2 separate regions of the Oryctolagus cuniculus genome follow, and region 1 is linked to region 2. A link is a contact called in public Micro-C data. All regions are on one chromosome and are shown on one strand. Each heading gives the region's core, a stretch centred on a gene start, on an enhancer-like site or on the middle of the called end of the contact. The rest is flanking DNA. Distances are from core to core; before and after follow the strand shown. Region 1 overlaps AGXT2 (alanine--glyoxylate aminotransferase 2). Region 2 holds the start of RAD1 (RAD1 checkpoint DNA exonuclease).

Region 1 (2,700 bases), core at 144-2,643, 97 kb after region 2:
CTCGCGGACAGGTTCAGAAGTCAGGCTGCTTGCATTGGGATTTTGGTTCTGCTACCAGCTGTGTCTTGGGCAATTTACGGAAGCTTTTTGTGCCTCTCATTTTTCAGCTATAAAATGAAGCTAATACAAGCAGCCTTCCAAAAAGTCATGGAAAATGTGTATAATGAAAAAACTGTGTATGAATTTCAGAATTATCTTTGAATGCTTTTTCCATGATCTTTTGCAAGTACTCTCATCATAGTACTTATTTCATAGGTTTGTTGTAGCAGTATATGGACCAATATAGGCAAAGTGTTTCGAACTGCTTCCTAAACCCTCTCACTGTCCCGGGCCGTAGGCTGCAGCCACACTACTCTGTATGTGACCCTCTGCCCTCTATCATGAACCCGGGAATGCTCTGGTTATAGCATTGGTTAAGGCTGTGTTGAGCAGAAAGGCTGACCTTGGAATGCATTCTCTCTCCCGCAGCACCCATTTTTTCATTTATAGCTGAGTTCACACCATGACGTCACAGTTTTTGGTTTACGGGTCTTTGTTCCCCACCAGATCCGTGAAAGGAGGGACTGGATCTTATCTATCATGGGAGCTTCAGTTCCTGGCTCATCACTTGCTGCTTCATACCAAAGATATGTTCACCAAATAACGAAGGAATCGCTAGGCAAGTAGCTAGCTGCTTTCTCTCTCCGTATCTCGTATGTGTGGGGGATTTTATTCACTACGTTATGCTGCCTGATTTATACAGGAAAATATTCATGGATTTACACAGAGATCTTGCAGGACAGCTCCGAGAAGGAGGAAACAGTGAGACGATTTCAGGGTTCATGGAAATCGTGAGGCAGGAAGGTGCAGGAAACTGGGAAGCGGAAATGTTTCCAATGAGAAAGAAACACGAGTTCCAGTCCCGCTGCTCGCTGTGACTACAGACAAGGAAAAGGTGGCGTCTATTTATTTACAAGAGCTACTAGAAGGGATTTCCATGTTCTCACCATCGTGTCATGATCAGTGCTGCAGGAGCTACAAATGCTTTTTCAAGCGATTTGAACATTACACAGCGTACAATGTCAAAACATCTCACTGCACCCCATAAAACGTGCAATTACTGTGTGCTTAGGATGTTTTACAAATGGGAAGGATAATGGGGGGATGAGAAGTTACCCTCACACTTCCACCTCTGCCGGGGCGCCACCCCTGGTGAGGGGCCTGCTGGTGCCAAGGCTGTAGGGTCAGGTCAGGGCACGTCCCGCAACAGCACCTCACGCACAGCACAGAGCTCAGGGCCCTGGCCAAGAAGCGAAGCTCGGCTTTCCCTGGAAGTAGGCAGGCAGCAGCTCTGCCTCCGCATCTCCCGCCTTGAGTTCTGCCCTAGTGACCTGGCCCAGAGTGGTCCCCCAACTTCTTTGCAGGGGTCACCCGGGTGGGCTCAGGGCTGGTAGGTGGTTCCCTGCCGTAGGGGCGAAAAAGACTTCACACAGTCTCCAAGTGGGAGCCCAGAGCTAGTTAAGGACATCTAGCATTGCTTTAACAGTGGCTAGAATTAATCCATACACCAGACAATCTTATTTCTTGCTTGGCTGTTTAAGACCCTTATAACCCCTGCTGGAGCAACGCTGGTGTGTGGCGCTGCCTTTCTCTCACTGAGCAGAAAAAATCAAACCATTTACCACAGTGCCACCTCGTGGCCATAAGGCGTCACTGCTCCCTTCTTTAGAACACCTGAGTGTTAAGAGGTGCAGCCAGGTCCCCAGCACAGTGGGAAAAACCCCCATCAGCGTTGGGGCATCAGGGAGATGTGTATCTAAAGTCCAGCCTTTCTCTTACCTGTGAAAAAATGCCTCCTCTGCCAACGAGGAGCCCCATGTTTTTGCAGTCCTCATGGATTTGATTTATTTCTTCAATGGGAAGAGGCTGGCGGCTCATCTGTGAATACATTTTTGAAAATGTTTTCTATTTGGTGTTTGCATGGCTGCAGGCATTATTGCCGAGAGAGAAGAAAAGAAACCTCAAGCAATCAATACCCTTTTCTGTCCACCCCCTTCCCTACCCCCTAATTAAATAAAGCTGTTAACTGTAGGGCCAGATTTTTGGAGAGTATTATTAAAATGTGTGTCCTTAATCTCCATTTACCCCAAATGTCTAAAGACAAACTGGAGTGTCACATAGGCAGCCAATGAATCTTGGCTTTGCTAATGGCTACTTTGGGAGTTTGGTTCCGTATTAGTTGAATTTCCAGTCTGTTTTATTTATGTGCAAATTTTTTTCAACTCTTCACTTTGTTCAGCTTGTGTGAAAAGCTCATCTCAAAGTCCAGGAAGTGGCTCAGAACTTGCACAAGGGCACACATGGTCCAAGCTTTCCCAGGGCCACTGCATGTCTGGGCAATCATCACTGGGGTGTGGCCAGTTTGTCCCCATCTTCCCTGCTCCGGGAATTTTTTTTTTTTTGCTGTTTCTCTCCTAAGACTCTGCTCCCCAGGGTTAGGAGCCAAGAAGGAACATCCGATCCCCGAGCATCTGAGGCTGTCCCGAGTCTGGGGGTTCAGACACGCCACCACCCCTGCTGACACGGGGCTGTGACCTGTGCGCTCTCTGTGTTGTCTCTTGTCTTCTCAGCCTGTGAATACAAATGCCTCCCTCTGACTTAGCCCTTTCAAATTTGGCTGTGTCTGTGTTGGTTGGATGCCTTTTAAAATGCATATGTTTG
Region 2 (2,700 bases), core at 27-2,526:
CTTTCCCAGGCCATTAGTAGGGAGCTGGATCAGAAGTGGAGCGGCCTGGCCGTGAAACAACACAGATATGGGGCGCCAGGATCTCCATACCACAAAGCCGCCCCTCTCTCCGTTCTTGCATGTAAAACTGTCCTTTTTTGTGCCCATCAGTATGGCTAAGGTCATTTGGAAAACAATCTAACAATGCATTGTGTGATACTAGTTTTCAGTTTCTTTGAGAAGAATCAAGTCTTATTTATTCTTCCATGCCTGGGGTCATAACTGTGAACTCGGGTGTTTCAAAACAAAACAAAACAAAACTGAGGGGCTGGAGCTGTGGCGAAGTGGGTTAACGCCCTGGCCTGCAGCGCCGGCATCCCATATGGGCACCGGTTCGAGACCTGGCTGCTCCGCTTCTGATCCAGCTCTCTGCTATGGCCTGGGAAAGCAGTAGAAGATGGCCCAGGTCCTTGCACTCCTGCAGCTACGTGGGAGACCGGGAGTAAGCTCCTGGCTCCTGGCTTCGGATCGGCGCAGCTCCGGCCGTTGTGGCCATCTGGGGAGTGAACCAGTGGATGGAAGACACCCCCCCCCCCCCCCCCCGCCACCTCTCCTCTCTCTGTGTAACTCTGACTTTCAAATAAATAAATCTTAAAAAAAAAAATGAGCAGAATCCAAAATCTTTTCTGAACCATACAAATATTTCCGTGTAAGACTCTATTACAGCCAAAAGAAGGAAAAGCATTTTTCTAAAAGGGAAATAGCTACTAAAGAGCATATAGTCTGGAAACAAACATTTGGGGTTCTTATCTCAACTGTTGGGACTGCTGGCAAATCGATTAACTGTTTGCACATACGTAAAACGGGAGCAACAGAAGGTGTGGGGCTACCGTGAGGATCAGATGAGCCGAACACCTAGAGGACTGGCTAGCCTAGGGTTTAGCTTTCTAAACGTCAATCATTATCATTATTCACCATTATCTCTGTTAAGATGGGGAAAGAATGTTTCCAGGAGAGAAGACACCTTAAACGCCATTCTGTTTTCAGACTTAACTTGTCTACTGAGACCTTTCTCGGGCTGGAAGGCGCCCGTTGCGTACCTGGATGAAAGCGTTGGCTTGCACACACTTCGCATTTTCCACTGTGACTCGGATTCCATTCTTAGTAGCGAAGCAGGTGGCGTGCTCGCGGAAGTGAATGGCTTTCAGGATCGTGGAGAGGTTCCTGACGTTGTCCAGGCTGGCCACTAGGCTGTACTGGACACTCTCGTCCTGGATCCGCTGGGTGAGCAGCGGCATCCTGCCTGGCACCTGGGGCCCACACCCGCTCCCGAGGATCTCAGAGCACCTGCCGGGGGTCGGAGATAACGTGGAAGGGGCCAGGCGAGGCGCCACTGTAACTGTGACCCTGCGGGGGATTCTTGTCTTCCCAGTGCGGACGGTAACACGGGGAAAGTAGCTTAGAACGAAAACACGCAACCCACAAAGGAGGTGCACTAGGGGGCCAGTCACGCCACTTATCCCCGGATCCGCTCGGGCCACCTCGCGCCACCAACCTGGCTTGCAACCCGACAGGCAACCGGGGTGGGGGCGCTCGGGTCCTATGAGTTTCTCCCAGAGTCCGAGACAACCAGTTCAGCTGCCCGCGGGACAGCACCCGCTTCCTAGGGCCGGGATCGCGAGCGCCGGAAATCCTACCCTTGTAGAGGGGGCCAGACACCCGAGAGCCCGGCCCAGCCTGGACACCGAGCAGGAGAGCTGCAGCTCCCGGAATACCACGGAGCGGGCGGCTCAGCTCCCGCCACTATCTTCAGACCAGCTCTCCGCTTCGGCCACCGTCACCACAGAGCTGGAGGAGGCCTAGAGAGTCGCACGGCGGCACCACCGAGATCGGAAGTAAGCGCCAGAGAGTCGCGGAAGAGCCATAGAGGAGAGCGAGCGGTATCATCGAGACCGGAAGTAAGCGCCAGAGAGCCACGGAGGGGCCATAGAGGAGCGCGTGCGGTACCATAGAGACCGGAAGTGGAGCGAGCGGTGGAGTGGGGGGAACCGGAAGAAAAGCCAGTAGTGGTGTCGAGGCAAGATGGCGGCCACCAAGAGGAAGCGGCGTGGAGGGTTGCCGGTGCAGGCGAAGAAGCCGAAAAAAGACGACAGAGATGCCGGGCCGCAGGCAAAGAGTGGCGTCACGACAGAAGAGGTGGAGGAAGAAAACAGAGACCGTATCCCCGGCCCCGTGTGCAAGGTAGAAGCGGTTACCGCTACGCCGGCGGCGGCGGCTCCACGCGCCTTCCCCGGGACTCCCTAAATCTCTCTTCCTTTCGGAGTAGCTGGGGTGTTGGGGGAACCCGTTCCCAGCAGTGCTCTTGGACGGTTTGTGCATGATGTGTGCACCTAACTCGTACGCGCCGCCGTCCTCGTTTAGGCGGTGGGCTTTGGAACCCTCCTTACCCGGCGTAGGGGAGAACTCAGCTCAGGTGTTTCCATAGGCTTTTCCTTGTTCTTTTCTACCTCTTTTGGAGGGTGTGTTTTTGCGAAGTTGTTTCGGTCTGTACTGCCGTGGTCGGCCAGTGTCATTTGGGAACCCTGAAGCTCGCCTTGGGAACCTTTGGAAAGTTGTTCGTGGGATGAGGCCTTTGACGCCTTGATCTGGGTCTTGAACTGAAGGGATAGTGAAAAATACGTTAGATCGTATAGCTGTCTCACCAAACACGCTTCTAAGGAG

Evidence for each region. Hi-C and Micro-C count contacts between places; a contact is called where the count stands out from the background.
Region 1: a Micro-C map of ear pinna shows a contact between it and region 2, with 4 times the contacts expected there. The contact joins the enhancer-like site here to the promoter of RAD1 in region 2. A contact is called at or near these places in 4 of 6 Hi-C or Micro-C datasets (ear pinna, embryonic fibroblasts, skin fibroblasts and 1 more).

Annotation. Positions count from the first base shown.
Region 1 is chr14:60,673,583-60,676,282 of mOryCun1.1, forward strand. It overlaps AGXT2 (alanine--glyoxylate aminotransferase 2), which reads right to left. Exons shown (of 14, transcript XM_008262107.4): 13 at 1,819-1,917. Among named protein-coding and RNA genes, the nearest start is that of AGXT2, 41 kb to the right of the region's middle. Within about 2 kb of position 1,394, at least 1 of the 8 cell types and tissues checked has an H3K27ac peak or open chromatin away from gene starts, as enhancers often do. A contact at or near this core is called in ear pinna, where this site is marked.
Region 2 is chr14:60,576,421-60,579,120 of mOryCun1.1, forward strand. RAD1 (RAD1 checkpoint DNA exonuclease) reads right to left here and starts at 1,277. Exons shown (of 5, transcript XM_002714103.5): 1 at 1,080-1,277. The coding sequence starts at 1,277. It overlaps BRIX1 (biogenesis of ribosomes BRX1), which reads left to right and starts at 2,026. Exons shown (of 10, transcript XM_002714131.5): 1 at 2,026-2,220. The coding sequence starts at 2,062.